2 separate regions of the Mus musculus genome follow, and region 1 is linked to region 2. Evidence: chromatin contacts called from public Hi-C data. All regions are on one chromosome and are shown on one strand. The core of a region is the stretch at or near the end of the contact, and the rest is flanking DNA. Distances in the headings are between cores, read along the strand shown.

What was found. A called contact is a pair of places that touch in the nucleus more often than the background predicts.
Region 1: a contact with region 2 is called in a Hi-C map of cerebral cortex, with 2.7 times the contacts expected there. The contact joins the promoter of Sppl2c here to the promoter of Lyzl6 in region 2. A contact is called at or near these places in 14 of 39 promoter capture datasets (the 3T3-L1 cell line, the C10 cell line, cranial neural crest and 7 more), 2 of 15 datasets of contacts at CTCF or cohesin (embryonic stem cells and large pre-B cells), 16 of 484 Hi-C or Micro-C datasets (the G1E-ER4 cell line, the HL-1 cell line, the N1E-115 cell line and 8 more), 2 of 115 datasets of contacts at active chromatin or transcription factors (bone marrow-derived dendritic cells and embryonic hindbrain) and 4 of 9 other capture datasets (adipose tissue, embryonic stem cells, liver and 1 more).

The regions. Positions count from the first base shown.
Region 1 is chr11:104,184,216-104,191,241 of GRCm38.p6, forward strand. Sppl2c (signal peptide peptidase 2C) reads left to right here and starts at 2,112. Exons shown (of 1, transcript NM_199019.2): 1 at 2,112-4,336. The coding sequence starts at 2,161. The coding sequence ends at 4,233.
Region 2 is chr11:103,632,842-103,640,390 of GRCm38.p6, forward strand. Lyzl6 (lysozyme-like 6) reads right to left here and starts at 6,049. Exons shown (of 5, transcript NM_001356472.2): 1 at 5,983-6,049; 2 at 3,917-4,102; 3 at 2,154-2,312; 4 at 1,059-1,137. The coding sequence starts at 4,055. It overlaps 1700072I22Rik (RIKEN cDNA 1700072I22 gene), which reads left to right and starts at 6,095. Exons shown (of 2, transcript NR_131143.1): 1 at 6,095-6,470.

The sequences.
Region 1 (7,026 bases), core at 862-3,361, 550 kb after region 2:
CCCTCTCCAGGTCCCAGGGGCCCAAGGGTACCTCCTCTGCACATACCAGTTGTCCTGATGACCACATTCTTCAACTTATGCCTTCATGGGTGGCCTGAGGAAGACCGGATAGGGTAATTTGGTAGCTGATGAGACACCAGGGCTTGGATGGAAATCCGCCCAGCCAGTACCTAGGGTTGGTTCTTGATTTTAAATTCAGCTCCCAGCTCAACCCCAGAATGTAAGCAGGAAGACCAGCCTAGAATTCACTTCAAAAGGTTTATAAGACATCAAAGCCCAATGGTTTAACTATGTGAGAACTTTTTCTACTTGGACTGCTTTGAGCCTATTCTACTCCTAATATAAGTCACTGTTACAAAGACGCCCATGACAAGCAGAAGGCTTATTGTGGAAGGTCACATATCTCTCTAGTCACAGTGAGCACCCCCAGACAACTGCTCCATGCAGTTGCCCAGGGACTGCCCCCCTTCACTTTGTCCCCCATCCCTTCAGGCATTGTCCCCATTACAGGTCCTGTCCATGTCCTATGTTGTAAGGAAGGGACAGCTTGAGTAAGAAGCTCCAAGGTGAGCTCTGGATAGCGGGACTGATTTCCAAGGACGGTGTGCAGCCTCCAGCTAGGTGGGCCTTGTAGCGATGCAGTAAGTCCAGATAGACACACTGGCCCTTAGCATGCATTCTTCATCAGGCTTAGCACTCAGGAGCCTAGAGGTGTGATGTCCTCATTACTCTGCAGCTAATGATGCAGGGCCAGGGCCTGGAGCGAGAATGCAGTGTCTGAAAGTGCTTGCTGGGAAACCTTAAGGACCTAAGGATAGGTTCCCAGCACCCAGATCTTTAAAAATGGGGTGTGGCCACACACACGTGTCATCTCAGCCCTGTGGGAGGGAAAGACAGGATCACTGGGGCTTGCTAGCTGCCAGCCTAGCTCCAAGCCCCTGCCTCAAGAGAATGAGCCAGAGGGAGATAGAATGATGAGGAAGATGTACCCAGGGCCCTCCTCTGGTCTCCTCTGAACATGCACAGGCATTCGCTCCTACACACATCTGTACACATATGCGATACACTGTCCTGGTTTGATATCTGTTCCTATGATAAAACACCATGAGTGAAAACAACTTAGGAAGGAAGGACTTACAGGTTACAGGTCCACCATCAGGGTAAACCAAAGCAGAAACTCAGCCATGGGGCTGAAGAGGAGGCCATGGAGGGGTGCTGTTTACTGGCTTGCTCCCTATAGCGTGCTCAGCCTGCCTTTTTATAGAACCCATGACTACCCTCCTAGAAGTAGCACCACCCACACTCAAGAAGCAGAGGCAGGCAGATCCTCTGAGAGTCCAAGGCTAGCCTGGTCTACAGAGTGAGCTCCAGGACAGCCAGGGCTGCAGAGTGAGACCCTGGGTTGGCTGCTCATGCCACCCACGCAGCAGGGAACTAGCCTTGTAAATGCTGTAAACTTTTTATACTTAGTAAACTTTGTAAAGCCCCAAGGAGAAAAGTGTCCAGGCCCTCACCTGAGGAGCTCCGGCAGCCAGGCCCAACCCCCAGACCTCCCTAACTGTCATAATGGTGTTTCCAGACTCTGTAACTGTCACAAGGGTCATCTCCAGCTCCTCAACAAGACCCCTCCTCAGATTATGCTAATTTTAGGTAAAAAAAAAATCTGAACAGGAAAACTCACCAATCCCTGACCTCTCCCAGCTCAGACATCCTACTACTCCTCATCCTCACCCTGGATATCTCTGCCCTAGAAAGCTTCACCCCCTAAAAATCTCTCTATAAAGGCTGTGTCTGCTCAGTTCCCTGCTGTCCACTCCCTCCCAGGAGCAGAGGCAGCCACTCCTGAATTCGTCCCTCCACACCCCTCCACACACACTTCAACCTTCCCGGGCTAGCTGTACTGAGGCCTGGGCAGAGATGAGAGCTCAAATGAGCTCCCTCCCTACTGGAGCCAGGATTGGGAGATGATCTGAGAGGGGCCAGGGGCCTGTGTCCCACTGAGTGCTCTACCTCACTTTATGACAGGGTAGGTAGGTGTGGCTCTGGTTTCCAGGAGAAGTGGCCAAGCTGCTTTGTGACCAAGAGCCACACCCTTCCCCTGGGAGGGTAATAGAGCTGTGGGCAGCTGCTTCCTTGGGAGGAAGCAGGCGTCTGAGGAGGATGGCATGCCTGGGTTCCCTCCACCCCTTGGGCTCACTCCTCCTCCTCTTCCTCCTCCTCCTCCTCAGCCCCGAGGCCCGGGGAGAATACGGCCTGGTCCGAGTCGTGTCAAAGAACTGGAGCAAGGACTACTGTGTCCTGTACAGCTCTGACTACGTCAACCTCCCCCGGGACCTGCACCATGCCCCACTTCTGTCCCTGCATGATGGCACCAAGACACCCTGGTGTCCAGATGAAGACTCTTTCCACCAGGCCCAGGACAGTTCCCCTAGACAGCGACCCCTGCACCAGACTACTACCATGGTCACGCGTGGCAACTGTAGCTTCTATGCCAAGGGCTGGCTGGCTCAAGATCAAGGCGCCCAGGGGTTGCTCATTGTGAGCCGGGCCAGGAATCAACAGTGTTCAGACACCATCTCAAAGCCCCAGGACCCCAGCAAGCCCTGGCCTGCCCTCACCATCCCAGTGGCCGTGCTCCGCTACACTGACATGTTGGACATTGTCAGCCACACTTACGGTGACACCGATGTCCGAGTAGCCATGTTTGCACCCCTCGAGCCTGTTACTGACTATAACATGGCGATTATCTTCATCTTGGCAGTGGGTACTGTTGCTGCAGGTGGCTACTGGGCTGGTTTGATGGAGGCAAACAAGCTGCAGAGGCGCCAGGCCCAAAGAGGAGGGGGGCTTGGTGGTCACAATCAACAACAAACAGTGGCAGCTGAGAGGTCCCAAAGGGCCTGGGAAGATGACGACTTTGAAGATGCACCTATGGATTTCACACCAGCCATGACGGGCGCTGTGGTCACCATGTCCTGCTCCATCATGATCCTGCTGTATTTTTTCTATGACTGCTTTGTCTACGTCATGATTGGGATCTTTAGCCTGGGTGCCAGTACCGGCCTCTACAGCTGCCTGGCACCCATACTGTGCCACCTGCCCCTATGGCGATACCAGTGGGTCTTGCCTGGACAACGGGTTTCTGTAACATGGCCATTACTACTGCTGGCAGGCCTGTGTGCCATGGTGACTGTCCTCTGGGTCATCCACCGAAATGAGGACCATTGGGCATGGCTCCTGCAGGACACTTTGGGTGTCGCCTACTGCCTTTTTGTCCTGAGGCGGGTACGGCTGCCCACGTTCAAGAACTGCACTTTGTTCCTGCTGGCCCTACTAGCCTTCGATGTCTTCTTTGTCTTTATCACTCCCCTGTTCACCAAGACTGGTGAGAGCATTATGGTAGAAGTGGCATCAGGTCCAGCAGATTCTTCAAGCCACGAGAGGTTACCAATGGTGCTCAAGGTGCCCCGGCTAAGCTTTTCCGCCTTGACGTTGTGCAACCAGCCCTTCTCCATCCTTGGCTTTGGGGACATTGTTGTCCCTGGCTTCCTAGTGGCCTACTGTCACCGCTTCGACATGCAAGTCCAATCTCGCCAGGTCTACTATATGGCCTGTACAGTGGCCTATGCCGTGGGCCTGCTGGTCACCTTTGTCGCCATGATCCTCATGCAGATGGGCCAGCCTGCCCTGCTCTACTTAGTGTCCAGCACTCTGCTCACCAGCCTTGCTGTGGCCACCTGCCGCCAAGAGTTCACCCTTTTCTGGACTGGCCAGGGCAGAGCCAAGATTCCTGCTGAGCCTGTGGCACAGCCCTGCATTGCCTCTGCTGTGGGCTCCAAGATGAAGCTGGAGGATGCGAAGGATTCCCGTACAACCAACAGGTTTGAGCAGGCCGTTGATGGAGAGTCAGGGGACTTAGAGAGCAGCACTGGGGACGATATGGCAGAGATGGTCACCCTATCTGAGGATGAAGCCACGAGTCCAGAGGGCCACAGCGAGAGTTCTGAGGGCTGGAGTGACACCAACCTGGACCCCAATGAGCTACCCTCTGGCTCCCCCATGGCCCTAGAGGCCATGTTGATCCCACTGATCCAACCAATCCCACACCCCTCCGAGCTGGGCCACATCCGCACTCAATCTCGGGTCCATGATAGCAGCCTGCCCTGGATGGGGTTGCACAAGAGAAAGGGCTTGAAGGTGAAGAAGAGTATGTCAGCCCAGGCTCCCCTATGAACAGAGTTCCCTAGGACCTGCACCTCTCAAAGGGCTTCCAGAACACTGCACGGGGATGCTAGACAGGATAAGAGATCGGGCATTAGAGAAACTCCCTATCTTCCTCTGCAGTCTGATTGCTTGTTAGTACTGTAAGACAACAGTAGCACAGAATTAAGTCTATGCGAAGCTGGGAAGGTCCCTGTGGGTTGGTATCACTTCCAAACCCCAGAGAGGAAACTGGGGCTCACGGAGGTCACACAACTCATACAAATCCACTCAAGATCTTCCCTCCTCCCACCCCCACCCCCCAGAGTTCCCTGGGAAGCTACTTGTCCTTTCCTACCTGCCTGGCTCCTCAAACCAAAGCCCCAGTCCCTTACTTTGACACATAGCTACCACACACACACACTTCGCTCATCCCCAATTTCTTGATCCTTTCACATCCTCTTCCTCTTTGTACACACCATTCCGCTAGCTGGGTGCTTTCCCTGCCACAGAAAGACCCCAGGGCCAGGAAATCATGAGGCTTCCTTCGAACCTTAGCTCACTTGGGCTTGTTGAACCCCTTTGCTCAAGTCCCAGACATCCCTTGGCCCTGTCCCTGAGACAGGGAGCATACCCGTGCTGTGTCCCCTGAGGTAGTAGGCACGGGAGGAGGACCCTGTCATCCAGAAGAAGGGCAGGAGTCTGGGACAGGCAACAACACAAAGGTAACCAGGAGCGAGAGAGATGGGGCTTCCGTGGGAAGTTTTACAGATCAGATAGCCAGGTCCCGGTTTCACGGAACTCCAAAGACCCATTGGGAAAATGTGGCTTATAAAACTGAGTCCTCTAGAAGCGGGGGGCACGAACAGGATGACCTCCTTAGGACGCCACCGGGTTTTAGACTATGTGGTGTGTTTAAAAGCAGTTTGATCAGAGCATAGGGTAACGGAGCGCCTTCTGAAGGAGGCCCTGTTGGGGGTTGGAGGGGCTCAAGTCTCAAGAGGCAGTGCCACAAAGGAGTCAAGGACCCGGAAATCTCAGCCCCCACACCGACTTAGAGCATATCACTGAGTGGAGACCAATGCTATCCCTGCTCAGATTGCTTATCTGTAGCATAGGAAGAGCAACACTAGGGGTTGTCAACAGGTCTAAAAGAGGTGTCTATCAGGTGACCAGTGCCCTGCAGTAGGGAAGAGCTACAGGCTCTGTCCCCTCCTTCGAGAAGTGCCTAGACCTCATTTGCATCAATAGATCCTGTTACTCTGGGTTTCTTGTCCTTTGCAATAGAATTTGGCTTTGTGAGGGTGAGGACCTACCTTGACCTCCTTGCTCATAGGTATGTTTCTGTTTGCTTTGAAAGGGAGGGAGGGAGGGAGGGAAGGAGGGAGAGAGGGAGGGAGGGAGGGAGGGAGGGAGGGAGGGAGGGAGGGAGGAAGGAAGGAAGGAAGGAAGGAAGGAAGGAAGGAAGGAAGGAAGGAAGGAATTAGGCACTGATGTCAATTGACTGTAGAAGACAGTGATTCTCCGTAAGGAAAGACCTGACTGTCTACGCCTCTTTCTTGGAGTTTGGTCCGAGTAAACCAGCTTTTCAGAACTTCACTTACAGGGAAGAAACTAATCTTAGCAAACAGTGGCTGCAGACCTGGCTGGACAGGATGGGGCAAGGCACTTGAGCCAGGACTCTGACCTGAGACATTGGCAGCCAGCCCCACCCGCTGCTGCCAGTGGCCATCTGGCCTGGACAGAGGGGCCTCCATAGGCCCTGGCTCATCCCCAGCCCAAGCAGCCTCCCCACTGTGGTTCTGCGTCACTGGGCCCATGGGGCAGGCTGCACCCCTGCCAGGCCCTAGAGGAAGGGCTGGACAGAGTTCATCCTTCAGCTTCTTTGGTCCTGAGTTGGAGGCAGGCAGCAAGCTTCCTCTCTGGGTGTGTCCAGCAGGATGCTCTAGAGATGCCAGCCACAACAGGTGTGACAATGATGGTGCTGACACAGGCCTTCAAGGAACAGGGCCTCAGAGAGGCTCTAGATAGGGCAACTCCCTCCCTCCTCATTTACCAGAGTCCAGGTGAGCAAGGACAGCTCATAGATCTATCTGAGCATGCTTAATAGGTGCTTGGGGCAACACAGTATCTACAGGGGTTCAGAGAACAGCCCTGTGCTGGAGTTAACCTAGCATGCAGTGGATTCCAGTGTCCCAGACATCCCCAAAGCAAATCTTAGCTCCTCAGTGGAGAACCATTCCTGTCTGCTAACACCCAGCTCCCCTGAGTGTAACCCAGATATCTACTCCCGCCCCACAGGATGCCTGAGGAAGATTTTGTGTGAACAGCCTACGCTCCAGGACTCACTAGAGGATGCCTCTTCCTTCCCACCCTGCTCCCCGCCCCCACACCTAGGAGTCTCCCCAAGGCCCAGGCCTCTCTGCCTCCTCTCCTGAGCCTCATTCTTGGGAGCCCAAGCTAAAGCAAAGAAATCAGAGCCAGCGTATGGCCTGCAATAGGATCAAGATTCCCTGCCTGCTAAGTTGCTTGGCACCAGAGGGATGGGAGGGCACAGGAGAGGGCCAGGGTCTTTTTTTTTTTTTCTGTCAAGAATATGCCACAGCAATGCTGCCTGCTACAAACAGCTCTGGGCAATGACTCCAAGTAGCTGTTGCAGCCTGGGGTGCTCAAACACAGACACACAGGCTCAGCTATATATCAGTCACTCAGCTAGGGGCACATTTGAAAAATAAAAGTCCTTGAGCCACATATTCTGACCCAGTGTGCCAGAGTGGGACCAGGCACCTATGGGTTTGAAGGGCTCCTGCCTCTCTGCCTCAGGTT
Region 2 (7,549 bases), core at 4,799-7,298:
GTTGCAGACTTGGGAGGCTATAGTCTGTCTTGTGTGTCGGGGAGCAAAGGATTCTGGTCTGCAGAGAACAGAGGCTTGCATATGCAGTGAAAGCAGAACTGGCCATGGGAAGCCTCTGTCTTTTTCCTAGCTTCCCCTGCGGTTCCTGCCCTCTCCTGAGGCCTAGTTGTTGCATCCCTTGAGTGGGCTCAGTAAGCAACCTTCTCGTGAAATAAATTTCTGGGCTGGGGATGACCTGAGTTGGAATTCCCCCAAAGCCACATAAATGCTAGGTAGGCTTCCCTGCCTGCCTGTAATTCCAGTGTTCAAAAGCTGCGACAGGATTTCTGGAGCTAACTGGCTAGCCAGACTATCCAACTCTGTGAGCTCTGGGTACAATCCAGAGATCCTCCTCAGACTCCTGCCATCAACATCAGGCCTCCACACACATTTATGCAGAAGTGTGCAGGAGTTACCCTCCCCCCACACACACACACACACAAACACATACACATTCACTAAAAATAAATAACCAAAAGCATCTAAATGTATGAATAAAAAAGGTTCCCTCTGCCAGCTCAAGTTGCTTTCTCTTATTACAATCAGAAGTTATTAATACAATATTAGAGAAGGAACCAACATGGGTATTAGGACAAAGAGTACTAAGGCCATCCAGTACCCCCATCTTTTTCCTTTTATTTTAATTTTTTGAGATTTTTTTAATGTTTCTTTTGTATGTAAGAGTGTTTGCTGGGTGGAGGTATGAGCAGGACCAGTGGAGGCCAGGAGAGAGTGGTGATTCCCCTACGACTGGAGTTGCTGGTGATTGTGATCTGACCTGTGGTTCGAGGAATTGAACCAGGGTCCTCTGGAAAAGCAGCCAGTGGTATTAACCACTCAGCCATCTCTCCAATCCCACATTTTTCTTAAGCTCTGTAAGGGGTTGCCCACAACTCTTTGGCTGCTGCTCCTTGCTCTGTCATGTCCTTCTTGGAGCTCTGCCCACTAGCTTCAACCCATGAGTCCTCCCAGTAGTCCTCCTACCAGTCCTCCCACCAGTTCTCCCACATTCTCCTCACCAGTTCTTCATCCCTCCTGGTCCAGACACAATCTTTTTTGCACAGTGAATGGTTGAAATGAGGTTGGGACTCAGTAGTTCTGAAAAGAAGGAAGAGGTTACCTGTGATGGGTACAAAGGCTAATCCCAAGGACCAGACGAACACTGTCTTGTTGACCTAAGGCTTGAGCACTTCCAGGTTAGTCAAGGCCTCCATCCTAGGGACCACTTAGATAGCCCTACAGTGGCTGGCAGAGATGAGAAGCGGGGCCAGGAGGAGACTGGACTTTGGTCCCTGCTCTTTCTCTAGTCAAGGTAGGTAGTGGCTCACCCAAAGTCTGCAGGATTTCTGGCATGAGGGATGCCAAAACAGACAACGCAGAGACCAAAAATGGTCCTGCTTAATGGAGAAAGGAGGCTTCTATAGGTGAGAAGCCCAGGGATATCAGGGTAGGAAGGATGCAGCCACCCCGTCAAGCCTCTTGGATTAGCTTTGAGACAGGGACTTTGTACTCAGCTTTTGATCTGCCATTAGCCTGGGTATTTCAAGCCACAAGTCACATTCATTTTTAGACTAACTGCCTCCCTCTCCCTCCTCTCTTCTTCCCTCCCCCCTACTACTCCCTTCTTCCCTTTCTTCCTCTCTTCCTCAGATAGTATCTCATTGTATGACGCCAGGCCAGCCTTGAGTTTCTGGACTCTGACACTCCTCCCAGTCCAGCCTGCCGAGTGGATGGTACTAGATGACATCATCATACCTTGGTTCTCCTCTGAGCCTGAGTTTGCTCATCTGAGAAGTGGGGCTCATAAACAGTTTCTACTGTGTGGAAGGGCGGATAAAATGCCTGTGCATATCTCTGCTTACTATATAGCATGTTGTCAGTGTGACAGCAAGGCCACGCCTGGCTATGAAAAGTCTTTCTGGGCCCAAGGGACCCTCAGACCTCTTGCAAGGATGGAACAACTGTGGGGTTATTCATCTGCTCAGTCAAGGGATTCCTTGCTCTTTAAACCATCCCTGGAAGGACATACTCAGGCAGTGCCTGGGAAGAAAGGTCCTGTAAGTAGAGCCTAGTCTCCTCTCTCACCTCTCCCACCCTAGGGCTCCCAGCCAGACCTTGACAGTCGACATGGCAGAAGTTCTCCGAATGACTCTGGTAGTCGTTGCACCAGTAACGACTGTTGATCTGGAAGATGCCATAGTCGAAGCTACCATCAACGTTCTCGTTCACCTTTGATATGTTGAAGTTGCTTTCCACAAAAGCCAAGCACAGCCCTTAGAAAAGAGAGAAGAGGGAGGCTCTTTAGCAAGGATCTAGACTGAGTGGGTAGGGAGTTGACATAAAAGGGGGTGGAAGCAAGGTATCAGGAGAGAGAACAAGGCCCAAGAGCCTAGCTATGCCTGAAGAGCTAGAAAAAGCCATAGGCTTATCTGTCCCATCCTTCGGTCCATTTCCCCCTCCATTTTATAGCCATCCCCCCATCTTTCCACCTACTTATGTTTTATGCATTTGCTGAGTACCTACTGTTTGCCAGGAGCTATGCACAGCCAAACAGGCTCGTATTGACTTCAAGGGGCCTAGTACAGATTGAACAAAAGTACAAAAGTATGGGTTTAACACAGAGAGAGAGGGGGCTGAGGGGGTGGAGCAAAGGGGAGAGCAAGCGAACAGGAGAAGTGGAGAACATATCAAAAGGCATGTATGTACAAATTTTAGATGGAGCAGAGAGTTCCCTCCCACACAGCCTTTGCATTGGCTGTTCCTTTGGCCTGGAATACTTTTCTTCTGGTCATGTGGTTCTTTCATTCAGCACGGCCCATTGCCACTTCCTCGGAGCCTTCCCCTGACTTCAGTTTCCACAGTGTTACCCATGTACATGTGTGTGAGAGAGAGAAAGAGGAAGACAGGAGAAAGGAGAGAGTCAGAGGGAGGGAGAGAGGGAAGTAGGGAGAGGGAGAGATAGAGGGAAAGGGAAAGGGAGGGAGGGAGATAGAGAGAGAGAGAGAGAGAGAGAGAGAGAACATGTTGAAGTCAGTTCTGTCCTTCAGGACCTCTCCCATTTCTGCGGCTGCACTGTGTATTCCACACTAGCTGGGCCTGGGAGCTTCAGGTTGGTTTTTCTCTCTCTCTCTCTGCCACCCATTTCTCCACGAGTGCTGGGATTATAGATGCATAAGAAATCGTTTTTTAACTATGCATATGCATGACTGTGTGTATGTGCATGTGACTGCAGGGTGCCCGTGGAGGCCAGAAGTGTCAGGTCCCGTGGAGATGGAGTCGCAGATAGGCTGCTTCATATGGGACCCAAACTCAGGTTTTCTGGATGGGCAGAGCATGCTCACAACTGCTGAGCGTTTCTCTGGCTCCCACGTTGTTGTTGTTGTTGTTGTTGTAAGTCATTATTTTAAGGATCAAACTCAAGTTGTCATGCTTACAATGTGACAGGTGCTTTCACCCCCTGAGCCATCTGCTGACCCCCTTAAGCTTCTCCTTTGCTTGTTTGAGACAAGAACTTGCTACCGAGCCCTGGCTGGCCTCAGAGCAATCCTCTTGCCTTCAACTCTGGGAACTGCATGCCTGCACCACATTCTTCACGCACATGCCGCCACCAGCCAACACTGGGTATCCGCGTGAGTGCTCGCTGCTGTGCTAGAATGTAAGCTCTGTGAGGGAAAGAATTTGGTTCACCTCCAAAGCAGTAGTGCATGGTAAGAGCTCAGTTAATAGCTACTGGCTGAGATGTGACATGTTGGGAGAGGCTTCTTGTTGCAGGGAGATGGTTCTCTGAACTCAACTTGGAAAGACAAATGGCGAAGGAAGGCAGGTAAGAGATCCAGAGGAGGGGTGGGGAGGAAGGAGCCAAGGAGATGACACTCACAGTCAGGCAGGGAGTAGCCCTCAAACCCATCCAAGTCCTCTTCATACAGAATCTTGGCCAAACTACAGCGATGGATGATGTTGCCATCATTCACTACCAGAAGGCAGCTTGCCACACAGATGAACAGTGCCTTCAACATTGTCCAAGGAGACAGGGCACTAGGCAGTCTCTGAGAGCCTGGGGGATCTGAGAGAGAAACCAAATTTCCTCGCTCACTCAATGTTCAATACCTGGTAAGTTTCAGTGCTCCCCACTCCTCAACCTCGATGTACATACACCCCGAGCCTACCCTGGAACTCAGTATGTAGCCAGCTTTCAGCAATCCTCCTGCCTCTACTACCAGAGCCTTAGTATCACAGGTAAGGGCCTGTTCTTTTATGTTCGTATCATGTTTTTTGTCTCGGAAAATTTAACATAAGAGGAGAGAGAGAAAGATTGAGAGAGAGAGAAATCTCCTGATCCTCCATATACCCATTGCTCAGATTCAAGAGTTCAAAATCAAGACCACTCTGGCTTCAGTGGCTGGTCCTCCTCTCATGGGTATTTAGGCACAAGCAACGTTTGGGTAGCAGGATGGGGAGTGAGGTTGGCAAAAGTTAGAGCAGATTTTGTTTCACCAGCATTTGTGGTATGGATTGAGCGTGTGCCTTCAGAGGAAGGGCAGGGACACGGGATGCCAATATGCCCCAACCCATACTCCCAGATACATGACATATGACCTTCACCACTGCAACCTCTGCCTCATGCCATTCCTGGAGGGCTGCTTGTAGGTTTTATTGTTTTGTTTCTGTATAAATGCATATCAGAAAACAAGCGAATATAATCGTATTATATAAATAATCTTCGCTTTAATGGTGTGTATGCCTGTGTATGTGTGTGTGTGTGTGTGTGTGTGTGTGTGTGTGTGTGTGTGTGTGTGTTTGAAGATCAAGGACTCTGAATTCCCACCCACTACCAGCTATCAAAGGCTGGGCTGCTGTATGACTTTGAACAACATACTTACTTCTCTGGTTCCCATGTGTGAAATGAAGATCTATTTACTAATACTTGCCCAATCAGAACGGTGTAATGAATAAGATAAATAATAAACAAAAAGATATGGTTTCACATTCCTTACAGAATGGAACCAGGACTCCTATAAATGTGGCAGATTCCCAGGCTACAGTAGGAGCATAGCCTGGGCAGTGATTGGTTTGAATAATGACTACTATTGGGGCTGGTCTGAGTTGGTGGAAGCTGGAAAAATATCAGGGCTTATATACATGGCCTTGGTCATTCCCGTATTGCGTAGCAAAACCCAATGTTTTGACTTTGCAATTAAAATTAACATTATCAGTGAGGGACAAAGGGACACTCTGCACCTCTGGATGGGAAACCTCAAGATGCATAAGCTCTAATGAGGTGTTCTGGCCACAGATGGGAAGCCTGGGTCCAAGCATAAAGAAATGAACCTAAACAGAAGGAAACATCTATAAAATAACTGGGTTCTGTCCTTCAAAATGTTCATTCTGTGAGCGCACACGTGGGCTGGTCCTGCCCTAGGATGTGTGTCTTTCTCTTTAAACTAGGTGTATGATGCTGAGGGCAAAGGCCAGGATCCCTCCCTCTCCTTCATCATATGTAGGGATGACGTGGCCTCTCCGGCGGCTTTGCTTGCCTTCTGGTCTCTTGATTTGTCCTTGTCACACAGCATGCACTTAGGACATTCTCTGGATGCTCTCACTACCCTGCTCTGGTGTTGCAAATAGAACAGATGAAGTCCTGTTAAATCAGACTTTCCGGTAAATAGCAAATATCTGTTTAATTCAGATATGTCCTGCAGCCCTCCCTACTCTGATGCAGAATGCACCTCAGAGATAGGCTTCCCCAAGCCTTGGGATGCAGGAATGTCTGGCTTGGCCCATGGAGCCCCTCAGGGATTCCCTTTGGGGTGATAGTAGTCCCCGAATGTGGCCCTATCCAGCTTCAAAGCATACCTCTCTGGCCCTAGCTCGCAGCCAGCCCAGGCCCTTCTGGGAGGATCTACAGGACAAGATGGTTTGTGGCAGGAGCCTCCTCTTCCTTACCAAGCACTCTCTGGCCCCATCTGGCTAATAGTTCTCCTTCGTCTCAAGAAGGCATGTGTTCTTGGCCACCTCAGCCTTCTGGAACTCTGGTTCTGTGACATCATCACTCTCCAGGAAATATGCCGGTTTGAACTGTGCAAACTGTGCAGGCTTTAGGTAGAAATGGTAGATGGGTCTGGAAGGCAAGGTGTAAGGCGGACCAATGGGCAGAACCCTGATACCTCCCTTCCTTTCTGAGAACAGGACAACCTTAGTTTCTAAAGAGGACCTACACATCCTGCCCCTGGGCTGCAGGGTTTGTGCTTATATTCTGATTGTAACTCTGCAGAGCTGTGGGACTTTGCTCAGGACCTATACCCTGCATTTTGATTTCTGTGGGCCCCTGTGCAGCTCCAATCTTTTGTAGAAAGTCTGTGGAGTCCAGAATCCAGTCCAGAAACAACCTTCAAGGACCCACACACACCTTCTTTTCCTCTCTCTGGGACTCAGTGAGTATCCCTTCTTACATAAACAAATTTGAGTTGTGTTTCTGTTACATGCTCACAAAGAAGACCTACCTACCTACTATAGCATGGCAATACTTTAGAATGGTGCCGAAAAAATATTTAGAAATTACTATCATTAAACAAGATACATTTCGAGGAAAGGTAATTACGGGTCAAGCATGGTAGAGAAACATAGTGTAATTTAGAAGTCTGGAAACAAAGCTCAACTGCCTGAAGCTGGTACTTGCTGTGCTAGCCAGCAGCCACTAGAGGGCAGAAGCAGCCCATGTCCAAGAAGACGTGGATTTAAAGTTTGGTTTTGCGAAATGCCGTCCCTTAGATGACCTAGCCTCCCTCTCGGAGTTAGCAGGCACCATTCTCTTTTTCTTGGTACAGCCTGAATGTCGGCTTGGGTTCCTTTGGTTCAGAATCTGCCTTGTTTGTCCATCAGCAGTAGGAGAGTTCCCTGTGTTCCCAGACCTTTTTTTTTTTTTTTTTTTTTTTTTAAGGGGCAGCAGGTTCTGGTTTGTGGAGCTGACAGGCAACTTAGTGGACCAGATGCTGCAGCATCACCGACTTAACTAGCTTGCTTAGCATATGGCAAACAGTGGGGCACGGGGATGAATGACTCAATGAAAGAGAGGGGAAAGAGACAGGGAAGTGCCCATGGATGCTGCAGACAAGCCTCCCTCTGAGAACAAATGTTGACCCTGAAATGAGCCCCGCCAGTGGGATACAGCGCTCAACACAGCAGGCAGGGAATCCATTTGTCTTCACAGAGCTCCTAAGAATCAGCTGCAGAGAAGTTAAGCCATCCCAAAGTCTCAGAGCTGGGAGGCGGTAGCCTAAAGCTGAACTTGTTTCCGACGACGTTACCAGCAGGCTTAGCTCCCTCTCAGGAGCAAATTGTCTTTTTTTTTTTTTCAAGAACTCTGTAGCCCAGGCTAGCCCCAAACTCATGATTCTCTTCCTGCCTTAGTCTCTCTAGTCCTGATGGGCTTTCTGTTGAGCACTAATGTCCAGCTCTTGTTATTTGAAATAGCCACATTTCATGTTGCAAATCTGTGATGTAGCTTAACATG